Regions from separate parts of the Mus musculus genome. Here all the other regions are linked to region 7. A link is a contact called in public HiChIP or PLAC-seq and promoter capture Hi-C data. All regions are on one chromosome and are shown on one strand. The core of a region is the stretch at or near the end of the contact, and the rest is flanking DNA. Distances in the headings are between cores, read along the strand shown. Region 1 holds the start of Rab5b (RAB5B, member RAS oncogene family). Region 2 holds the start of Esyt1 (extended synaptotagmin-like protein 1). Region 3 holds the start of Dnajc14 (DnaJ heat shock protein family (Hsp40) member C14). Region 4 holds the start of Erbb3 (erb-b2 receptor tyrosine kinase 3). Region 5 holds the start of Pa2g4 (proliferation-associated 2G4). Region 6 holds the start of Sarnp (SAP domain containing ribonucleoprotein). Region 7 holds the start of Mars1 (methionine-tRNA synthetase 1).

What was found. Promoter capture Hi-C pulls out the DNA fragments that hold promoters and counts their contacts. HiChIP or PLAC-seq counts read pairs in DNA pulled down with a chosen protein or histone mark. Capture Hi-C pulls out chosen DNA fragments and counts their contacts.
Region 1: a contact with region 7 is called in a FOXA1 HiChIP or PLAC-seq map of pancreatic cancer cells. The contact joins the promoter of Rab5b here to the promoter of Mars1 in region 7. A contact is called at or near these places in 5 of 39 promoter capture datasets (the C10 cell line, embryonic stem cells, liver and 2 more), 2 of 115 datasets of contacts at active chromatin or transcription factors (large pre-B cells and pancreatic cancer cells) and 1 of 9 other capture datasets (liver).
Region 2: a promoter capture Hi-C map of liver shows a contact between it and region 7, with 3 times the contacts expected there. The contact joins the promoter of Esyt1 here to the promoter of Mars1 in region 7. A contact is called at or near these places in 5 of 39 promoter capture datasets (cranial neural crest, hippocampal neurons, liver and 1 more), 1 of 484 Hi-C or Micro-C datasets (B cells), 5 of 115 datasets of contacts at active chromatin or transcription factors (astrocytes, embryonic stem cells, fetal liver and 2 more) and 3 of 9 other capture datasets (adipose tissue, liver and macrophages).
Region 3: a contact with region 7 is called in a promoter capture Hi-C map of liver, with 3 times the contacts expected there. The contact joins the promoter of Dnajc14 here to the promoter of Mars1 in region 7. A contact is called at or near these places in 1 of 39 promoter capture datasets (pre-B cells), 1 of 484 Hi-C or Micro-C datasets (B cells) and 2 of 9 other capture datasets (adipose tissue and liver).
Region 4: a promoter capture Hi-C map of embryonic stem cells shows a contact between it and region 7, with 2.0 times the contacts expected there. The contact joins the promoter of Erbb3 here to the promoter of Mars1 in region 7. A contact is called at or near these places in 5 of 39 promoter capture datasets (cranial neural crest, embryonic stem cells, liver and 1 more) and 1 of 9 other capture datasets (liver).
Region 5: an H3K27ac HiChIP or PLAC-seq map of embryonic stem cells shows a contact between it and region 7, with 6 times the contacts expected there. The contact joins the promoter of Pa2g4 here to the promoter of Mars1 in region 7. A contact is called at or near these places in 6 of 39 promoter capture datasets (embryonic stem cells, fetal liver, hippocampal neurons and 3 more), 3 of 484 Hi-C or Micro-C datasets (B cells, rod photoreceptor and uterus), 3 of 115 datasets of contacts at active chromatin or transcription factors (embryonic stem cells and pancreatic cancer cells) and 5 of 9 other capture datasets (adipose tissue, embryonic stem cells, liver and 2 more).
Region 6: a contact with region 7 is called in a promoter capture Hi-C map of erythroid cells, with 6 times the contacts expected there. The contact joins the promoter of Sarnp here to the promoter of Mars1 in region 7. A contact is called at or near these places in 5 of 39 promoter capture datasets (erythroid cells, liver, neutrophils and 1 more) and 2 of 9 other capture datasets (adipose tissue and liver).

The regions. Positions count from the first base shown.
Region 1 is chr10:128,694,816-128,697,610 of GRCm38.p6, forward strand. It overlaps Rab5b (RAB5B, member RAS oncogene family), which reads right to left and starts at 1,453. Exons shown (of 6, transcript NM_177411.4): 1 at 1,371-1,453. It also overlaps a transcript of Pmel not described here.
Region 2 is chr10:128,524,311-128,527,360 of GRCm38.p6, forward strand. It overlaps Esyt1 (extended synaptotagmin-like protein 1), which reads right to left and starts at 1,549. Exons shown (of 31, transcript NM_011843.2): 1 at 1,154-1,549. The coding sequence starts at 1,513.
Region 3 is chr10:128,803,848-128,806,854 of GRCm38.p6, forward strand. Dnajc14 (DnaJ heat shock protein family (Hsp40) member C14) reads left to right here and starts at 1,707. Exons shown (of 7, transcript NM_001359825.1): 1 at 1,707-1,836; 2 at 2,321-3,007. The coding sequence starts at 2,364. Tmem198b (transmembrane protein 198b) reads right to left here and starts at 600. Exons shown (of 5, transcript NM_178066.3): 1 at 386-600.
Region 4 is chr10:128,588,078-128,591,027 of GRCm38.p6, forward strand. It overlaps Erbb3 (erb-b2 receptor tyrosine kinase 3), which reads right to left and starts at 1,558. Exons shown (of 28, transcript NM_010153.2): 1 at 1,343-1,558. The coding sequence starts at 1,424.
Region 5 is chr10:128,564,597-128,567,296 of GRCm38.p6, forward strand. Pa2g4 (proliferation-associated 2G4) reads right to left here and starts at 1,338. Exons shown (of 12, transcript NM_011119.3): 1 at 1,144-1,338. The coding sequence starts at 1,231.
Region 6 is chr10:128,820,340-128,823,449 of GRCm38.p6, forward strand. Sarnp (SAP domain containing ribonucleoprotein) reads left to right here and starts at 1,425. Exons shown (of 11, transcript NM_025364.3): 1 at 1,425-1,632. The coding sequence starts at 1,597. Ormdl2 (ORM1-like 2 (S. cerevisiae)) reads right to left here and starts at 1,290. Exons shown (of 4, transcript NM_024180.6): 1 at 1,203-1,290; 2 at 1-175. The coding sequence starts at 95.
Region 7 is chr10:127,310,221-127,313,218 of GRCm38.p6, forward strand. It overlaps Mars1 (methionine-tRNA synthetase 1), which reads right to left and starts at 1,566. Exons shown (of 21, transcript NM_001003913.2): 1 at 1,301-1,566; 2 at 224-314; 3 at 1-78. The coding sequence starts at 1,409. It also overlaps the pseudogene Gm6283.

The sequences.
Region 1 (2,795 bases), core at 203-2,702, 1.4 Mb after region 7:
CATATGTATGCAGGTTATTACATATAATATAATTTAAAGACTTCTTCATTCTCTATAATCCATCTTTCTAAATACCTCAAGGTTTGACCTAAATAACTAATCTCACACACACACACACACACACACACGTTCCTGAATAAGTGGGCAAAGAAGAAAGGATGGTGCCAACCTTCTGGTAGCTAACCTCTCAATTCTTCCCCAAATCCCTTCAGGGATATCACCTCACAGTTCCTGGCGTGAATAGTCTGTCCCATTAACTATCTAGGAAATGCTCAAGTGCAAGTCTCACAGAAGTTTCAATAAACATGGTCCTTTTTTTTTTTTTTTTTTTTTTTTAATGGCTGGGGATTGCTTTGCCCCTTTCCATGCAAATGACAGAGTTCCTCAAATCTAGGTTAAATAAGCGTAGTCACCACAGATCACATTATGAAGTGGGAAAGACTGAGCAAAGCACTCCCAAATTTTCTTAGTTCTCTCACAGTAGATGAAATAGGAAAAACAACGAATACAATAGCAAACCTAAAGGAAACAGGAGTGCAGTCATGACTAGCTATGAGGTCAGGGTAAACTAAAGTGGTGTGTGTGTGTGGGGGGGGGGGGCTGGACGTAGAGCTGCCAGGCGCCATGGAATAATACATAATTTTACCTTTGTCTTCATTCCCTATTCCTGAAGTACCCCAAAACTTCAAATCACCACACCCAAGCACTAAAGGAACAGAAGAGTAAGGAACTTCCAAGATACTGAGCCTCCCCTCACCATCATTCCAGAAGTTCCCATTACTAATAGCAAACCGTTTCTACTTCCTTCCACTTTGGTCTTCTACATTCTTCATTGACTTCAGTGAGACCAAATCCCTCTCGGCAACACCAGTACCCCTAGTTCCCCTTTCAACAGTCACTTTCCCTGAAAAGAATGCCTCTCTCGGCTAAGAGCCCCAACAGTGGATGTCTCGGGAGACCCAGCCTCGGCTACCCTCGGGGCTGGGCGTAGCACTGTCCCCTCCACACCTCCAGCCAAATGGGCTGGCTTCCCCTCCCTCACTGCCTGGTCTCCGACCCCAGCTCCTCCCTCCTCACCGCGGTGCTCAGAGTCCCGAGGCCGGCCCTGGTCCTCACCGGCTCCGGGTCCCCGCGCCCGGCCCCCGAGCGGCCACCACAGCCAGAACCCAGCCGCCTCCCAACTAGAGGCTCGGCTCCCAGCCCTGCCGATCACCTCCTCAGCGCCCACTAGGCCTGTGGGACAGCCCCTTCGGCCCTCTCCAGGAGGTTCTGGAGCCCTGACGTCGGCCCGCCCCGCCTCTGCCACAGGCCAGGCGGCGCTCCTCTCGGGACCTCCGCCTCTGCCCTTGTGGGCTCCATCAGCTCGGTACCTGGGGCTCCGTATCCCCCGTCGGGCCCAAGCCTGTGTGGAACAGACAAACAGCTGCAGCTCAACCAAACTCCTACCCCCTTCGCCTCCTCCTCCTCCTCCTCCTCGCCGGGGCGGCTCCAGCCAATCGCAAGATCACCCGCCTACCGTGGTGGGTGGGCTATGTGAGCGTCCGCCCGCCAATCTTCTGGAGAAAGGCGGGCTCTGAGGGACTATCACCAACTAGCACAAGTGAGAGACTGGATTGGCGAGGCCGCAAGCCAATACCTACACGAGAAGCCTTGAAGATTGACGGGATAAGTAGCCATTAAAGAGAGAGCTCCTGGGAAAGGGGGCAGTGCATCACTGACAGGCATGTGCGTCAGCCAATAGAACCTCAACACCCGTGACACCCCTCCCCCGCCTCTCGACTCGTAAACATCTAATCAGGTGAGTGAAGAAGGCGGGTCAAAAGGAAATTTTAACCAGTATTGGGAAATTTCCGAATTTGACAGGCAGGCAAGGCTAGTGAAGAAGTGAAGAAGGCTTTTGGTCGGGTGTGGTGTGGCACTCCCAATCTCAGCACAGTGGATTGGGGTGGAGGCAGTTCTGAGTTTGAGGCTAACCCGGGATACTCAGTTTAACAAGACCTCAGTATAAGGGGGATGGGGAGGGGAGTAAACTGGGCTTGGTGGCCCACATGTTTAATCCTAGCAATCGGGAGGATCTCCATGAGTTCCAAGCTACACAACGATGTCCCCCCCCCAAAAAAACAAAAACAAAAAACAATGATACCAGCATTAACCTTCTCTTCTCCCCGTGCCCTGCTTTCTGTGTCAAATTAAGAAAGTAAAGACCCTGCTGGGCATGGTGGTGCACGCCTTTAATCCCAGCACTGGGAAGGCAGAGGCAAGGCGGATTTCTGAGTCTGGCCAGTCTGGTCTACAAAGTGAGTTCCAAGACAGCCAGGGCTACACAGAGAAACCCTGTCTCGAAAAACCAAAAAAAAAAAAAAAAAAAAAAAAAAAAAAAAAAAGTAAAGACCCAAAACCAGGAAATTAAACAACTTTTATCTTGTAAATTCTTTTTAGTGGCGCACTAGAGAACAGTAGTTTTGGGGTGAATTGCCATGACAACAGAAAGTGGTAGTCTGAAGACACTTTAGCCTCCTAAATATTTTCACATTGATATTTTCTGAATTGTTTGTAAATGTGAAAAAACATTTAGACAACTTTGCTGAGGATTTTTTTTTTTTTTCGGTACTGAGGATTGAACCTAGGGCCTAGAGGCAAGCTAGAGAAGCATACACTTCCGGTAGAAGACCCAAGGCCTGTTCCCAGTACCACTGCTCACAGCTGCCTGTAACTCTAGGAGAGATGATATGCCCTCTTCTGGCCTCTGCGGGCACTTGTGGCTCACATGCACACACAATTTCAAAACCAGACCA
Region 2 (3,050 bases), core at 299-2,798, 1.2 Mb after region 7:
TCCAGTATAAGAAGGTGAAGAAGAAACCAAACCCTGATAACCTAGAGACTGGCAGGAAGTCTTAGGCCTGGTGCGCTGGTGCGCTAGTGCCTGCGCAAGCCTCCGCACTCTCTCCCTCATTCCTTTCCTCCCTAGCTCCTTTCTCTTTCTTCCTGAGTGGGAAAGGACACCTGTGCTGTACACGGAGGTAGGGAGGTGTTGGGTTAATTCCAAGGATAAAGAGTAGCAATAACAGTTGCTACTTAGGGCACATGAAACCGTTTCTTCTTCTTTTCTCTCCAGGGAATGGCAAGTGTGACTGGTGTCTGCCTCTCTCTACCTGTCACCTCTAAGTGAGAAGAGTAGGGAGGGTACCCCAAAGGGGTTGGTAACCCGCTCAGCTTAGCAAGGTCAGAGGGAGGCATCTTTTCAGCCCAGGAGACAGGGTATAGTAATGAGGGCCTGGGTCGGCTGAGCAAACGAGCGAGCGAAGGCTGCTCACAGTCCGGAAAAGGGTGGGGCCGCCCTGGGTACGAGTAAAAAGGAGCAGCGGGAACTACAGCTGCCGCACTACCCTCTTCCCAGAACCTCCTCCTCCCTTAGCCCAGCAGCCCGGCTGGCTTGAGGCTGGAAGGCGACCGCGATAGGTCATTTCCAGGTGCTGGGACTCAGCGGAACAATGCTTGCAGGGCTGGGTCTCAGCGGGTACCTAGAGACAAGGCAGGAAACGGAAAACCCTAATGCCCTGAAGTAGATAAAAAGCCTTGAAAGCGCTAGCAAAGGCGGGGGAACCTCTGAGCCATCGCGGGGTGGGGGGTGGAGGGATCCCCAGAGGCAGCGCGGCAAAGGCGCGAGTGGCACCAGAAGTCAGGAGGAGCGAGCATTCTACACGCTTGGCTGGGAGCGGCAGCTCAGATGTACTGCTGTAGTCCGAGGAGACGGAGGAAGAAGTCCCGATTCCGTGGAAGGATCCGCTCTGCGGCAAGGGTGGGCGGGGAGAGTGGGTGGCCGCGTCCAGGAGTGGTGCGTCCCAGCACACAAGCGCTAACGGGACGATGCAAAGTCTGGGGGCCCGCTGTCCTAGGTGGGGGAGCTGACTTTGTAGGGTGGGAGAGCCCCAAGTTGAGGGGCTAGGAAGAGCTATACTGCACCAAGGGCTGAAGTGGTAACTCACCCAGGCAGGTAGTTCCCGGTGGCTCATATAAAGCGTCTCTGCGGTGATCCGCTCCTCGTCATCCAGCAGCTGCCTCGCTGCCCTCAGGCTCCGTTCTTTCCCATCGCGGACCCGGCGCCAGCCCAAGTACAGGGCGAGGCCGAAAAGCACGAAACCTACGCTAAGACCCGCTGCCCCTGCCAGGTACACCGGCACCAGCACCAACAAGCGGCGCCCGAAGGAAGTCAGCACCGCCAGGGCCTCGCTCGCCGCACCTGGGCCGGCAGGTGGGACCCCGGAGCCCCCGTCCCGCGTGGAGTCCGTGGCAGGGGGCTGCCCTGACGGCTCGGGGCTGGCGCCCTCTTCAGGGGAGTGCTCCATGGGGCAGCTTCTGGGAGTGCCCGCCCGAGCAGCTGCAGGCAGCTCAGTGTCTGGTCCAGCTCCCCCCCAGTAATATATGGTGCTCCCCCCGGGACCTCAAGCCCCGCCCCGCCCCTGCCTGTTGGGGCAGCGCCGCGTAGACTTGGGAAGCTAGAGAGGACTTGGGATGGCAGGGCCTCCGTGATTGGACCAGAGGGTCAAGATGGGAGGGTTGGATGGCGGGAAAAGGGGGGGAAAGAAACCAAAAGACAGTATTTGACTGGTCACGGAGAGAACGGGGCGTAGCGTCCCACTTAAGAGGCGGGAGCAGCTGCTCCTCCCACGTGGGATTGGAGCGCCTGTGGAGTTACGTCATGCAGAGCCGCTACTCTAATTACTGAGTTCAGAGTGAGCTAGAGTTGAGGGTGTATCTCTCCACACGTTCAAATGGTTTGGCAGGGTTTGGTCTGAATCTTAAATATTCTTTGTCAACTTTCCCAGCGTTTGATACTCAGAGAACGTTCGTTTTTGCCTCTAAGAATATTCTTTGAGTTTTTACTGGCTGCCCTTGCGAAACGTTAGGGAAATTAGACCGATTTAGAACGAAAGTCTAGGATGACCGACCCTGTCTAGCGGCCCTGTCTGTGCTGTCCTCAGTCCCCCTATCTTGTCCGTGAAAAGGAACAAGTCAGCGACAGCTGGGGCGTGATGAACATTAGAGTTCTAATACTCCAGTCTTGAAGAAGTGGGGTGAGGGGAGGAGATCGGTAGATAAGTGAGATTTTGTTTCTTTTTAGAATCCAGAGTTAGTCATCTCTATCATAGAGGGCCGATTAAGATTATAGTCAGGGAGGGGCGGTGTTCAACGGCAGCAGTAATTATTACATTTTGCAATAGTTTCCTGATGCTGACCAAAATCAGGTCGGGGAGGAAAAGGTCTGTTTGACTTACACTTCCATATCATAGTCCATCATTGAAGGGAGTCCAGGCAGGAACTGAAACCGGGCTGGAACCTGGAGGCAAGAGCTGATGCAGAGGCCATGGGGGGCGGGGGACGGGGTGCTGCTCACTGGCTTGCTAAACCGGCTTTCTTTCTTTCTTTCTTTCTTTCTTTCTTTCTTTAAGATTTATTTATTATATGTAAGTACACTGTAGCTGTCTTCAGACACCCCAGAAGAGGGAGTCAGATCTTGTTACGGATGGTTGTGAGCCACCATGTGGTTGCTGGGATTTGAACTCCGGACCTTCGGAAGAGCAGTCGGGTGCTCTTACCCACTGAGCCATCTCACCAGCCCCCGGCTTTCTTATAGAACCTAGGACCAGCAGCCCAGGGATGGCCCCCGCCAACCATGGGCTGGGCCCTTCCCTATCAATTAAGGAAATGTTCTACATAGAGGTTTGCCTACAGATCTTATGGAGGCTTCGTCTCAATCAACGTTCCTTCCTCTCAGACGACCCTAGACTATGTCAAGTTGATATAAAACTAGCCAGCACCCTTGGGAACATCTAGGACACTAAAATGAAGAATTCTGACAGACGGGATGGTACATAGCTGTAA
Region 3 (3,007 bases), core at 457-2,956, 1.5 Mb after region 7:
CGAGATGGAGTGGTTGGGGAAAGCCGAATACAGCCAGTCCAAATCCCATCGCCCTACATGGAGTAAGCAGGCGCCTTGCCCACAGATAATCTCCTCACATCTTGGTATCCACTTGCTACTAGCCTCAGACTCACACGGGAATTGTTCCACCCACCCTCTCATCCAGGCACGCCTGGGCTGCCAATGGGATTTGATGCTGATCCTGAAGGATCACTGACGATGAGAGGTTGGCATTGCGGGAGTAGGGTGGTGCGGATGCACTTTCCTTCTGCCGTCTTTAGGGTACTGAGGCTGAAGGACTGGAGACCTCCCGGGGCTCTTCTCAATCGCTTAAGAGTTTGGGACGCAAAACAAGGAGAGACCAGGAAGGGTGTTAACTACTCACCACCCTGCAGGGCTGAGGAGAGCAAAGGGGTGGAATTGCTTTCCTAGACCTCCAGCTTCATTCCAGCCCAGAGGTCCTAGGCACACGGGTGGCTGTTGGCCGCAGGCACCCCCTTGGGCTACTGTGCTCTGTTGCTCCCTAAACTCAGGCAAGTCGGAGCCCAAACCCAGGGAGCTAAATGCAATTAGCTTGGGGGCGGGGGTGTGTGTGGGGGAAGGAGACAGGGAGTGTGTATGGGGTGGGGGGGGGGGAGGATGACATCACGGGGCGGGCCCCCTCAATCTTTACCTCTGTCTGTGGGGGAACCCAGGCTACCCACTTCTCTAATCTAGGAGGAGGGACGCCCCCTAACCATAGCAATGAAGAGTTTTGTGACGCCCATCAAGACTAAGACGGAAGGTCTCTGAATGCTAAGGAGATTAATTACCAACTTAACGTTTTCAAAGCCCAAATAGGGTCCCAAAGCACCCGCTGGTCCAACTTGGTTTCTTCCACTTCCCAGAGAATTGGAGTATTGTCTTCTGGGGAACCGGGTGGTCGGGAGCCGGAGAAGGGTTTTTAACTAGTGCTGGGTGGGGGTGTTCATGGGTGGAAAAAAAAACTTGTGGAGCAAGACGGGCCTGGCAGGGACACTGGCAGAACTGTAAGGCTTTAAAGGAGTGCAGACGAGAGGTTCCATCAGGGTCTGCGTAGGGGTTGGGGAGCGTGCTGGCTTCGACCCAAAGCTTACTATGTAAATGAGATGCAAAGCAGCACGCAGATGAGTGCGGGGTTCTGTTACGCTGGACTAGGTTCTGAGCTCCGTGGAACCAGGTACCCCTAGCCGCATTCCCTGGCCCGGCCCTTACGCCGCGTTCACAGGGGGCGGATCGGCGGCGTGGAAGCTCGCCAGTTGGGTCCAGGAGAAGTGTCGCGTCTCTTTAGGGGGCTAGCTAGTCCGGGACACACACTTCTCCGCAACCTCTTGGCTGGACAGCCGACAGGGAAGGGTCTGGGCGAGCAGGGTCGCTGGCTCCTCTGCGTGCCCTGGGTGTCTGTCTGCACGCCAAAGACGGTGTGTGCTTCGGCAGCCGCCCTTCATCTCCGTTTCAGCAGCGACGACGAGGAGTACAGTTCGCAGGCTTCAGCTCGCTTACGGCGGGACCTGCGTGGAGGCGGAGGGCCCTTTAAGGGGTGGGGCCGGATGCTCTAGCACCGCCTCCTCGATTGACTCCGCGCCCGCCGCGCAAGTGAGAGCCTCGGCTAAGCGCTTTTCTCTTCCCTTCGCGACCTTTTCCCCCCCCCCGGTGACCCCGGAAGTGGAAGTAAGCGGCCGTGGCGGGGACGGAAGGCGGAAGCGGAGCGTGAGCGGGAGGCGGAGCCGGGGGAGCTGCTCCTGTAGCTCCCCCTGGCAGCTCCCCCTGGCCTCAGGCGCAGCTGCTTGAGGAGGGAGGAGTTACCGCTGCTGCTCGGTACGTCGCCTTCGCCCCTGGTACCCCGTCGGTGGGTTCTCGGGTAATCTTTTGCAGGGGCACCTCGAAGCTCCGCCCTCAGCTTTTCCTCTAGCCCTGCACGGTCCCCACCCTTTTCTGACAGATTGCGGCCTCCCTCTTTCAGGCAGTCTTTTTTTTTTTTCCTAAGAGTTACCCCCCCACCCCCCCGCCGCCCCGACCACACCCTTTGCGGCACCCCCCCTCCCCCCCATTTCTCAGATTGAAGATTGTTAGCTTCTTGGAGGAAGAAGAAAAAAAAATTAAGATTTCGGGAGTAAGGGGGTTTCTGAGGTCCGGGTTGGTGCAAGCAGGTTTGTGGTCTGCCTAACTCACGTTTATTGTTAGGGATAGCGAATTTGAGCTAACACTGCCTGGGGAGTGGGTACATTGAATATGTCATTTTGAGATTGTTTAACTCTTGGTTCTATCCTTGACCATTCCCAACTTGATATCTTTGTTACAGGCAATGATGGCAGTGACCTAAAATCCTCAGGAAGCCCGGGGTCATGGCCCAGAAGCACCCGGGAGAAAGAAGGTTGTGTGGAGCCCACCGCAGTGGTGGTACCTCCCTCAGTACATCAGGATCCTCTGTGGACCCCGAAATACTTTCATTCTCAGGACTCAGGGACTCAGCAGAGACTGCTCCTAATGGTACACGATGCCTCAAAGAGCACTCCGGCCCTAAGTACACACAGCCTCCAAATCCAGCCCACTGGTCAGATCCAAGCCATGGTCCTCCAAGGGGTCCAGGACCACCTAGAGGAGGAGGCTACCCTGATGAGAGCGAGACAGGTTCAGAAGAGTCAGGAGTGGACCAGGAACTCTCAAGAGAGAATGAGACTGGGTACCAGGAGGATGGGAGTCCTTCTTTTCTTTCCATTCCATCTGCTTGTAACTGCCAGGGAAGCCCTGGAGTCCCCGAAGGAACTTACTCCGAGGAAGGAGATGGCTCTTCTAGCAGCCTTTGCCACCATTGCACCTCTCCAGCCTTGGGGGAAGATGAAGAGTTGGAAGAAGAATATGATGATGAGGAACCTCTTAAATTTCCCAGTGATTTTTCACGTGTGTCCAGTGGAAAGAAACCCTTGTCCCGGAGGCAGAAGCACCGTTTTCTGATCAAGGAGGATGTTCGGGATAGTGGACGCAGAGA
Region 4 (2,950 bases), core at 308-2,807, 1.3 Mb after region 7:
AAGAACCTCCAGCCCTCAGAAGCCCCAGCCACACACACAAGGGGACAAAGGGGCTATACAAGGCTTGAGACAGGGCCGGATGCCCAGAGGCTCAGGATGGAGATAAAGGATAGAGAACTAAACATGCCTGCTCCCTGCCTCTTGAGGAGGGTGGTGGGAATCTTGGACTCTTGGGTTCCTGGTTGGTGGGGGCACAGTCAGATGGGACAGTGATCCAGTCACTCCCCTGGCCCCTCCCACTTCAGTCTCCAGACCACCCCCTCCACCAGCTGGGAGTGTTCACATCTCAAGATCCCAGGGGCTAAATTTAGGCCCAGCAACTGTGGGGGAAGCACAGGTGGTTTCTCCCACTCCCACTCTGGGGAAGGGGCAATGAATGTGCCAACCCCAAACTGAGATCTGGGGATCTGGGAAAGGGGAAAGATCAACAGGACTCTAATGATACCAATTCTAGTGCTCTTCAAGTGTCCATAGTCCCAGAGACACGGAACAGGCTCAGATGGCATTGAATGGGGGAAGGGCAGAAGTTGGGTCTAGGAGCCAGTTCACAGAGTAGAATGTTCAGAAGGTGGGAGAGGTGGCCTTAGATTGGAGAGAGAAAGAGGTCTGATTGTCCTTTCTTCCAGAGCTCCAGCTTAGGGTATATAACCTGGAAATAGTATAGTATGTAATAGATGCCCAACATGTTCACTGAATTAACCTGGGTCTTGATAAAGAGAAGTTGGTTAAGTTGGGGACCGGTTTATCTTATGGGAAAGCAGGCAGTCAGCCTCTGTGAGACCTCTCACTGATGTCACCTGGACTTGGCCCTCAGGTTAATCTCAGCCTTCTCAGGACAGCCCCACTCACGGAAGAGGAGGTGCCATTCTTGTTTTTCCAACATTAGAAAACAACAACTTCAAACCCTTGCATAGCCCCGCCCTGTCGGCAAAACAACGAAACTGGGGGTTGTTGAAACCTGGAATGGGGTGGGGGCCAGGGAACCTGAGAGCAAACGGAGACCCTTTCAAGCCAAGGCTCCTTACGTTTACAGAAGGGTCCCTGCCCACCCTCCTCCCAAGACTCTCAAGTGTGAACTACTGTTCGGCACCAACCAGATCAGAATAAAACCAATTAGAGGGTCGGCGACGCCCTGGGAATAAGGGTAGGCATACAGGAATGCAGTCCCTGACCAGCCCACTCCAAGAACTGAGGCACACGGTCCCCTCCTTGGTGGTCCGAGCAGACCCTGTACCGCACCCCCCAGTTCAAAGCGTCAGAACCCAAACTCCTTGCCCAGGGTCTGCGAGCGCTCAGATTGCGCCCCCAGCTTCCAGCCTGCTGGGGCTCCCGCGCGGCTTACCTGCCTGAGAGTTGCCCATCTCGGAACCCCGGGCCAGGCTGAGAAGGAAACCCAGCACCTGCAGAGTCCCAATCGCACTCATGATTACAGTGGAGGGTGAAGGGAGCCCAGCCGAGTCTGGCCCGGGGCCCCCAAGATTAGGAGGACATCCAGGCGACAGCCACCTGAACAGCCAGCGATTAGGTGGCCGCGGCGGCAGCGGAGGTTGCAAACTGCAACCGGAGCCGTAGTCGGAGTCCGGAGCGGGACGGCAGGGGAGGGTGTCTGTCTGGGAGGGAGGGAGGAAGGGAGGGAGGGAGGGAGTGAAGGGGGAAAGGGGTGAGTCACGGCCGCGCCCCCTCCCGTGCGAGGCTGGAGTCCTGATGGTTGTAGCCCGAGACACCCGCCCAAGCGTGCCCCGCCAGCCCACAGCTTGGCCAAGAGGGTCAAGGAGGGGTCTCACTCCAGCAATTTCCCCCGGAGATGGTTAAGAGGAGATCAAGATTCCAAACGTCCCCAGGCGGGGGAAAGGTAGTGAATGCGCGTAGGGAGAGCGCTCCGAAGCCCAGCCCCCAGAAAGCTGGCCTCGCCCATTAACCAAATCACTCAACTCCCCTAGCCGGTTGGATCACTTGAGGGATTTTTTTTTTCTTTCGGAGTGTGAGTATTTCTATTTTTTCGAGTGGGAGGTTGTTTTTCAGCCTAGCGTTCATGCCACCTCAGTTTCCCCGGGACGCAAAGCCCCGTAACTCATGTACCCAGCTCGGGAACCCGAGCCCCGGAGGCTGCGTGAAATCGCACTGTCTCCGGCCGCTTCCTCCTGCAGACCCGGCGCCGGCTCGGCCTCTCGGGGGGATTTGCCTGGGGGGCGGGGGCGGTTTCCAGCCTGGGAACAGACCCCGGAGTCCGCCTTCCCACTTCTGCCCGGGGAGGGGCTCCCGCACCTGTCGCCGTCCCCTCTGCTGCCCCCCACGGCCTCCCGAGAGAACAGCTGTCTCTGAGGGACCGACCGCGCCGTCCGGACGGCCGCGGTTCCCGCCTCTCCTCCGCGGACCCCAAAGGGCACAGCAACGCTCACCCCGGAGGCGACAGCGAAGAGGGGCGCGGGGAAGTCACCGCACATGACCCCCGGGACCCTGGGTTGCTTCGTCCCGGACGGGTCCGACTGGCGCCCCCTGGTGCCCAACTCCTTACATTTCGCATCCCTTACATTGGCATTCCAAGATTTTGCCCTGAGAATTTATGGTCCCCTCCCCCTAGGCTAAGGCTATCAGCTACACTCCTTTCTTCTCTTTTGTTTATTTTTTGGTTTTGAGACAAGGTCTCATATAGTTCATATAGCTCAGGCTGGCCTCGAATATATTATATGGCTGAGACTGTTGGCTTCCACCTCCCAAGTACAGATGTGCGCCACCATATCCGGCTCTCCTGCTACAATTTTTAAAAAAATTTGTTATCATTCCTGTGTGTATGATCGTTCGCGCTATGATATGCGTATGGAAGCTGGAAGACAACTTTGGGGGAGTCGATTATCGCTTTCCACTTTTACCGGGGTTGTGAGATGGAACTCAAGTCAACAGGCTTTCTCTGCAAACCCATTTAGGTATCTGTAGAGGCCAGAAGAAGTCG
Region 5 (2,700 bases), core at 88-2,587, 1.3 Mb after region 7:
GTTTTTTTTTTTTCCTCAAGACAGGGTTTCTCTGAAACTCAGAAATCCGCCTGCCTCTGCTCCCCAAGTGCTGGGATTAAAGGCGTGAGCCACCACTGCCAAGTCTAAGACAGTTTTTATCAAGTGAATTTTAATTTTTAAAATGTTAAAGAGCCGGGCATGGTTACACACACCTTTAATCCCAGCACTCTGGAACGCTGAGGTGGGCGGATCTCTCAGGCCAGCCTGGTCTAAGGGAGTACCAGGACAGCCAAAGCTACACAGAAAGCCCCAAAAATAAGGGGGTAAGGGAGGGAAAGAACTGGAAAGAGAAAACAGTAAAGTTATCTGTCCAAGTGGCAGACAACTGTTAGGAGAGTAAAGATCATTTAAGAAATGCTTATAATCCTAAAATCCGTGTCTCTCTCCACTTCTTTTCAGTATTATAGACAGGCTTGCCCAGCTGTCTAAGCAGAACCTCAAAACACTGTAGAGGCTCTAGGAACAAATATTAAAGGCCGCCTTCAAAAACCGGAGCAGTGGTCATACAGGAAAGCCAGGTTGTTTTAGAAGCTCCAGAAGTGTCTTCCAACGGCCCCTCGAGCTAGGTCAAGGGGCGAAGGGGGTCCCCACTAAGAAGACCTGAAGTAAAGACTTTAGCAAAGCACGTGGTGGGGAAGCACGGTAGGAGAGGAAGTGGGGAGCCATCGATCCGCACACAGGGACCTGGCAACACGTGCCGGCTCAGCTCCCGCGGGTCAAGAGCCGCGACTGGCAGAGGGGCGCTTCCGTCGCCAACAGCTGGCCGCTTCCTTTTCGAGGTGGCCTCACTGCTGCCAGTCGGGAGCATAGATCCGGACAGACCGAAGGGTATGGGCAGAAGACGACGCGCCTTGCCTCCTTACCAACCGCCCAGGGTCGGAGCATGCCTGGGCCCCTCTCTGTACTCCTCGCGGTCGCCGGCCCGCACCTCCACTCTCCAGCCCAGGCATGGCTGCTCAGTCCCCAGGGCGACACCAGATCTCCCCACCACGTCGCCCCCGGCAGTCGGCACGCGCCCCTCGGTGGCTCACTCGGCAAGACCCAGACGCCACAGCCCTCCGGAGAGAGCCCCAAACCTCTCCCTCTCAGCCTCGACTCCAAGACCCCCGAGGCCGCACTCACGGTTGGCGATGTCGCCCCCCATCTTATACTTGGTCACGACCAGGTCCTCGGCGATAGTTTGCTCCTGCTGCTCGTCTTCGCCCGACATCTTCCTACTGCTACTACTGCAGCTTCACTTTCCCTGAGCTGCGGCCTCCGTCTCCCTTCCCAGCCACAGGCTGTAGCTAGAGTCTCTTCGATCCGCGAGGAAAGCGCGAGCAAGCAAGGGAGCGGGAGGGCGGGCAGAGAGAGCGAGAAGCTGCGAGCGCGCGGGCTGAGGCGCAGGGCACACTGGGACAATGAGTCCTGCTGTCGGCCAGTTCCCAGCCGCCCTCGCGGGCTCTAGAACTACAATTCCCAGCCTGCTCCTCGCGCCCGTCCGCCAGGCCCTGGGAGGACTTGCCTTCCCAAGTCTGCGCACGCCGGAATCGCCGGGCACGCTGGGAAGAGTCTGGCCCCGGCGGGAAGGCGGAGCCGTTGGGGAGCTTGAGGGAAAGCGTGGTCTCTCCGGGAAAAACCTCTCATTCACGCCGACCCTGAGCTCGTAACAGCGAGGGGCGGGCCAAGCGGGGAGGGGTGGAGCTACAGGGAGAAAAGGGTTGAGAGGCCGCTGGGCAGGGTGGAACAGGGTGGAGCCTGGAGCCATAGGACTAGGGTCAGTGGGTGTGTGTGTACGTTTTGGGCGGTTGTCCCGTGCGCGTAGCCTTGGATTCCCCTGTCGGCCGGCGCGACCGGCCTGGCTGGTCAAATCCTCCAGTGCTGGGATAACCTCTGGGAGGGGCTGAGCGGAGGTGGAAGTCCTAGGGTGCTGGAAGCGAGCACTAACTGGACAGTCTGGGTGATTATACATGTACCATGGCCTGCTAATAGAAAAAGGCCAGACTTCCTACTAGACTAGAATAAAATAGCACTATTGTTCCAGCCGTGGTTTTTGATGGGGGCCATCTAAGGGAAACGTTTATGAGGGATTTGGTCACTCTTAAGAGTTCTGAATCGCCGGGATGAGGTGGCGCACGCAAAGGCAGGCAGATTTCTGAGTTGGAGGCCAGCCTGGTCTACAGAGTGAGTTCCAGGACAGCCAGGGCTATATGGAGAAACCCTGTCTCGAACAAAAAAAAAAAAGTTCTGCATCATTTCAAGTTTTCAGTACCCAACCTGTGTAGGAAAAAATAAAAACAACCCAAGGCTTGCTTGAGCTTTTTCATTTTCTCCCAACAATCAGGGGGTTAGGGTTTTGTTCCTAATTGTTTACACTTTTGTTCCTTTGTAGGGATCCCCAGTAAAAAACCCTTTAGTAGAAAGGACTAGAAATGCAAAGCCGGGCACTGGTGGTGCACGCCTTTAATCCCAGCATTTGAGAGGCAGAAGTAGTCGGATTTCTGAGTTCGAGGCCAGCCCGGTCTACAGAGTGAGTTCCAGGACAGCCAGGGCTACACAGAGAAACCCTGTCTCGAAAAAACAAACAAAAGAAAAAGACTAGAATGCAAACAGGGTCTGGAGAAATAACCTGGTTGGTATAACCTGGTATCCTTGCAGAGGGAAGGGAGTTCCCAGAACATTACAGTCACCTGTAACTCT
Region 6 (3,110 bases), core at 175-2,674, 1.5 Mb after region 7:
AGTCCTACCAAGATGATGTAGGCCAGCCAGATGCCCCGACTGTTCATCACTCGAGTGTTGGGGTTTACTTCGCTGTGTGCCACCCCCACATTCATCCTACCACAGTGAGGGATCAGGCAGGAGTCCAACTCAGTCTCCTCATTAGCCCTGATTGAGCTTGTTCCCCAGCTGTCTCCTGAAAAGCCAAAATCCCCTGAAGTCTTGGGAATGAAAGAATTTCCCTACCATGCAAAAAAAGGAAAAACTGAACACTTTGTTAAAACTTGAGAAGAGGTGAAGCAGCTGGGTGTGGTGGCTCATGCTTGTAATCCCTGAATTTAGGAGGTTGAGGCATGAGAACTGTTTGACCTTTCTCCAAAACAAACAAAAAGGCAAGAGGGTCTTCGAAATGACTAAGGTGGAAAAGGTATTTGTCACCATGCCTAAAGACCTGAGTTGGATCCCCAGGACCCATGCAGTGGAAGGTGATAACCAACTCCGGAAAGCTGTCTTTTGACTTCCGTACCTTCAGTTGTTAGTGTGTATACTCACACAAGTGGGGTTTTTACTCAGATCTTTACATTTCAACTAAATATAAAGCAGTAAGTTTAGACTGTGAGACCTATTTGAAGGATCGGAGGAATCGGGAGTATTTTAATTTACTTTCTTGAGGAAGTTAGTGAATTATAAAGAGGTCACACATACCCAGAGTTCCACAAGAAAGCTATTCAGTTAATCAAGGGACCAATAAAGAAGGCACTGAGAGTAAAGCTACCTCTAGTTCCCATCCTTTTTTCCTGGGGCTTGTCCATCCTGTCTCTCACCCGCTTGGCATTGTCAGCAGCCAAGCAATTTCATCCCTTCACTGAACGTGGGGCGCTGCAAAAACTTACCCAATTTTTAAATTAGTCTAGGAAGGGGTCTGAGCTCAGTCCCTCAAGAAATGGGAGTCCTTCCCTTCTAGGAGCGGTTTTAGTTTTTAAACTTCTGCAAGCTCTAATGCCTACTTTTGTTTTTTGTTTTGTTTGTTTTAACCCGCTCTTGCCTGTCCCACAATTCCCCAAATCAATTACAGAGTCCGCCCATGCTCCTCCCAGAGTCCCAGTTTCGCATGTCACTTTCTTCACGGGATCTCTCGAATCTAAGGTTGTCGTTTCGCCGCCCTTCCCAATACTCCCACCGATTTCTCTCTGTAACTTTTTAAAGTTTCACGGGGCCCATACCTGCCAGCTTCAGGAGCCCGTCCGGCTTGGGGCACAGCGCTGGCTCTTACACCTGTGGTCTCCAGGAAGTGGCCGACTTTCGCCCTGTCTGCGCTCTCCCTATTGGCGGAACAGAATCCGCGCTGTCCCCAATCATTGGTTGGTTACGCAATGGAGACGTACAATTGGTCGCCTTTTCTCTCGTTAGGCCATGCAAACCCCGCCCTCCCCTGGATCCACCTTTTTAGAGAGCCGTGGAAAGTGGCCAAGAGGCGTGAGAGCGCCGCCGCCGCTGACTAATGGGAAGAGCCGTTGGTGTGAGGTGGGAGCAAGAGAAACAGCGATTGGTTGGATGAGCCTAAGCGCCTGAGGTGGGGGCCAGCGGTGGGGGTCCGGTGGACTGAGGCGCATCAAGATGGCGGCCGAGACGGTGGAGCTCCACAAGCTGAAGGTACCGTTACGCGGGGAAGGCTGAGGTGGGGTTTCCTGGAGCCTAAATTCTACGCGGGGCCCTGCGCGGCCTTATTCCACGTGTTTTCCTGTCAGGCGCCCGCTTACACTTCTTTCCTGGCTCCCGTTGTTGTTTTGTGCCTCCTTTCTTAGGCCTACCTTGAACTTCGTTTCTCCTCAGTAATTTATCGCTATCGTTACCTGGTGTTTACCTGCTGTTACCTGTTCTTCTCATTGTTTTTATTACCTGCCACCCTTCCCTGCTCGGCTGTGAAGCGCCTTCTATCTTTTATACCCCTTTCTCATTTAATCTTCATTACGTCAGTGGTCCTTCCCCCGTGTCCCATGCTGACCCAAAGTTATGGTTTGTTTGTCCGTCCCCCCCGCCCCCCAACGGATTGATGTAGTCACTCCTCTTGTCCCAAAGCTGGAATTCCTCAGTTAACATATAGTGGCATTTTTGCATGTTTTGCTGAATATGTCCCAAACATAACCCAGAAAGTGCTTCCGTTCTCTTTTAACAAGGTGGGGTTAAGACCCCGCACTCGAATTTTTAAAATCAAGGAGAGGAGAGGCCTTAAGATAGGTTTCTCGGTGGAAACCTGGGGTAGAGGCTTCTCCAAAAGGTTGTAAGATGGCAAACACATCAATCCTAAAAGTTTTTCGAGTTTTCTCAGGAGGTTCTCAATGACCTGCCCTCCCTCCCCTGACTATCCTACCTCTAGAGAGAGAACGTGTAGGGTAGATAGCTGTAATATGAGAGGTGTATGAAGTATGTTTGAAAACCTTAGGATTTTGTTTGTCCTTTTAACCTTTGGGAAGGATCCCAGCTCTCTTGATGTCACCCCCAACTCCCTTTTTGGGTCTATTTTTGTTATTTCCGTGTGTCTGTGTGAGTATATGATGGATGCATGCTCTTGGAGGTTAGAAGAGGGTGTTGGATCCCCTGGAGCTGGAGTTACAGGCAGTTTTGAGCAGCCTGATGTGGGTGCTGAGAGTAGAATAATTTGGGTCCTGAAGAGCAGTAAATGCTCTTCACAACTGAGACATCTTTTCAGGATGCCTTGGTGTCACTTCTTGATAACATTCTTGAACCACAGGATCTATTGAGTTGTACATTTTGGTAACCCGAGGTTCTTTTCTTGTATGTAGACTTGCCCTTCAATTATTATTCTGTAAGGACAGTAATTCCTTTTATGAAGAATTAAGAAACTGTGTTGAGGCTGGAGAGATGGCTCAGCGGTTGAGAGCCCTGACTGCTCTTCCAGATGTCCTGAGTTCAATTCCCAGCAACCACGTGGTGGCTCACAACCATCTGTAATGGGATTTGGTGCCCTCTTCTGGTGTGTCTGAAGATAAATACAGTGTACTCATATACATAAAATAAATAAATAAAATTTAAAAAAAGAAACTATGTTGATTATTGTTTGTGTTTCAGAAGAAGCTTTACCGTTAGTTGTTTTGGTCACCTTATTCTGG
Region 7 (2,998 bases), core at 316-2,815:
TGCAGTTCTGTTGCCTCCCATTCCAGCCACTGGTTGGTGAGATCATCTTGTTCCCAGCCACATAACAGAAAAAAATATCTGCCCAGGGAGAGAAAGTAAGTTGAAGCATCTGTCTAGTTCATGGATGAACCCACAGTAGAACAGTATTTGCAAATAAGGTCACAGAAAGATTAGTGATTCACCCTGATTTGGGCACCTCCCCACACCAAGAACCAATACTGACCGGCAGATTGCACTAGCAGAGAAGAGGTAGTTGCCACTATCCAGCTGCAAGACAGGGACCTTAGGCCGGGTAAGGAATGGTACCACACACTCTGAGACAGAGGAAAATGGGTGAAAATCAGGGGTAAGAAAATAAATGAGGAGGCTGGAGAGATGGCTCGGCTGTTAAAGAGCACTGACTGCCCTTCCGAAGGTCCTGAGTTCAATTTCCAGCAACCACATGGTGGCTCACAACCACCCGTAATGAGATCTGACACCCTCCTCCAGTAAATCTGAAGATAGCTGCAGTGTACTTAGATATAAGGCGGGGCGCAGCCTGAGCAAGCGGGGTTGACCAGAGCAAGCGGGGTTGACAGGAGCCAGCAGAAGTCCTGAATTCAAATTCCCAGCAACCACATGATGGCTCACAACCATCAGTACAGCTACGGTGTACTCATATATACATTAAATAAATAAGTAAATCTTAAAAGAAATGATTTGACGTCACATTGTGTGCTGGAGGCCTGGGTTTTCAATCTACAGTTTCGAAGGTAAGAACACTAACCGGGGAGGGGTGGTGGTGGAATATGCTAGAGGGGCCAGCTAGTGTTCAGTTGAGACTGCCAACTGCAAACAAGAGGTAGAGTCTACAGAGAGGTATAGAATAGTGCTGCAGTCAAGCTGTCAGGGAGGATCTGACCAGACAACTCTTAGAAAGTCACCCAAAAAAGTTGTCTGGGAATACGCAATAAACTTCAAGGACTGAGTGTGCACATGTCTGTACTGAGGTCCTGGAAGGAGAAAGGGGCTTCCCCAAAACGACACGGGAGGTTGGAGGTGATCGCGAGAGTGACCGGGCTGAGAGGGAGTTGCCATGATAGGTGGGTCCTGGAAAACTAACCAGAGGGGAGACTTAAAACGAGGTTTGAAGAGTACAGTGAGGGTAACTAAGGGAACTAACTTCAGAAGGGTTACGGAAACAAAGGTTGGCGTGACTAAAGTTAACGTTGAGTCGATTGGGGAACGGGCACTGGAGCCTGGCAAACAACTGTGAGATGAACACCCCTCACCCGCCGCCCACCGGCAGCCACTCCAGTACCTTCGGGGCCTACGGTGCTGATGAGCAGCTCCGCCCGACCCCGGGCCCTCGCGGCCGCAGCCAGCACGGGCAGGCTCCCCGGGGAACCCTCGCTCACGAACAGTCTCATCGTGCCTCGGAGCCCACGCTGATGCAATCGGAACCGGCCTCCCGCTCCTGGGTTAAGCTGCAAGGCACGTCGGGAAATGGAGTTCTGTGTCGGCCGGACGCTCGCGGTAGGCTCCAGGAAAGCCGACTACTCATCCCATCACGCACCATTACGAAACAGGAAATGGTTACCAACGAGACCCGGAAGTTGACGGTGCGGGCTAGCGTGGCACTCTGGGTCGGCCGGCTCCGAGAGGGTCCTTTGAACTGTTGAAGTCGGCCGCTGTAAAGCGATCCGATGGAGACGACGCGATGGGTGGCATTTTCTGATTCCTTACTGGTCGTTGAAGTGGTATCGCACGCGCCGATTCAAGTTGTTAAGGATCGGAGTTTTTAATTGGTTTGTGTGCGGGTAGTCCGAGAGCGTGGCGATGCATTTAGCTACAAGATTAAAAATCAGTTGGGGAACTGTGAGCAAACTTTAGTGTCAACGTGGAAATTAATGTGGCTGTCCATCAGCCACAAAGGATGTGGCTCGCGAACCTTTATTACTTAGGAATTGGGAATGTAGTTTAGTTAGTAAGCGTTTGCTTAGCATGTGCAAACCGCTGGGTTCACCCCCGGTACACAACACTGTGTGGTGGTGTGTCCACTCCTGTAATCCCAGCGTTGAAGAGGTGGTGATAAAATTATCATAAATTCGACGTTATCCTCTATTGCAAGCCAGCCTAAGCTACTAGGGATCTGTCAGTAAATCAGTGAGGAAGCCTGGAAAGATGGCTCAGCGGAGAACACAGGCCAGGCTGTCCTTTTCCTGGACTCTCCTTTGACCCATTTGCATGGTTGACAGTTGTCTGTAACTTGAGTCCTAGGGGAATCATGCGCCCTCTTCTGGTCTTCATGATTACTGCATGCATGTGGTGCAGAGACCTCCCTGCACTCGAAACCCCTTACAAATAAAAGAAAAAGGAGTTGGGTGTGGTGGGACACTCCCTTAATTCCAGGACTCAGAAGGCGAAGGCAGTTGGATCTCTTTGAGTTCAAAGCTATCCTGGTCTTTATAAACCTAGTCTCAAAAAAAAAAAGTGTGTGGTTTTTGTTTTGTTTTATTTTGTTCTTAATTAAAAATAAGGGGTTTAGAGATAACTCTGGTTCGGGAGCACTTGATGCTCATCCAAGCACACACATGACAGGCAGATCACAACCTTCTGTAACACTAGTGCCTCTTCTGGCCTCCATAGACCTGCCCAAAAATAGTACACTCAACTTGCAGGCAAGACCTTGATACACATTAAAAAAAAACAAAAATAAACCAAGCAAGCCCTGACATAAAAGTGAAAATGCACTAGTCTTCCATTTACATATAGCTAGACAATCACAGCAAAGGGAGATGAGAGTTATGCTACAAAAGGTCAAATTGAGGGGGAAGTGAGAGATTTCGCAACAAAGCCAAATAAACACATGCAAAGGGATATCTTATCTTTAAAAAAAAAAAGTATGAGGCTCTTCTCATACAGTGCCAGCCTCGTCCTGTAGACAGGATGGTGAAGGTCGGTGTGAATGGATTTGGCCGTAATGGGTGCCTGGTTACCAGGGCTGCCTTCTGCTCTG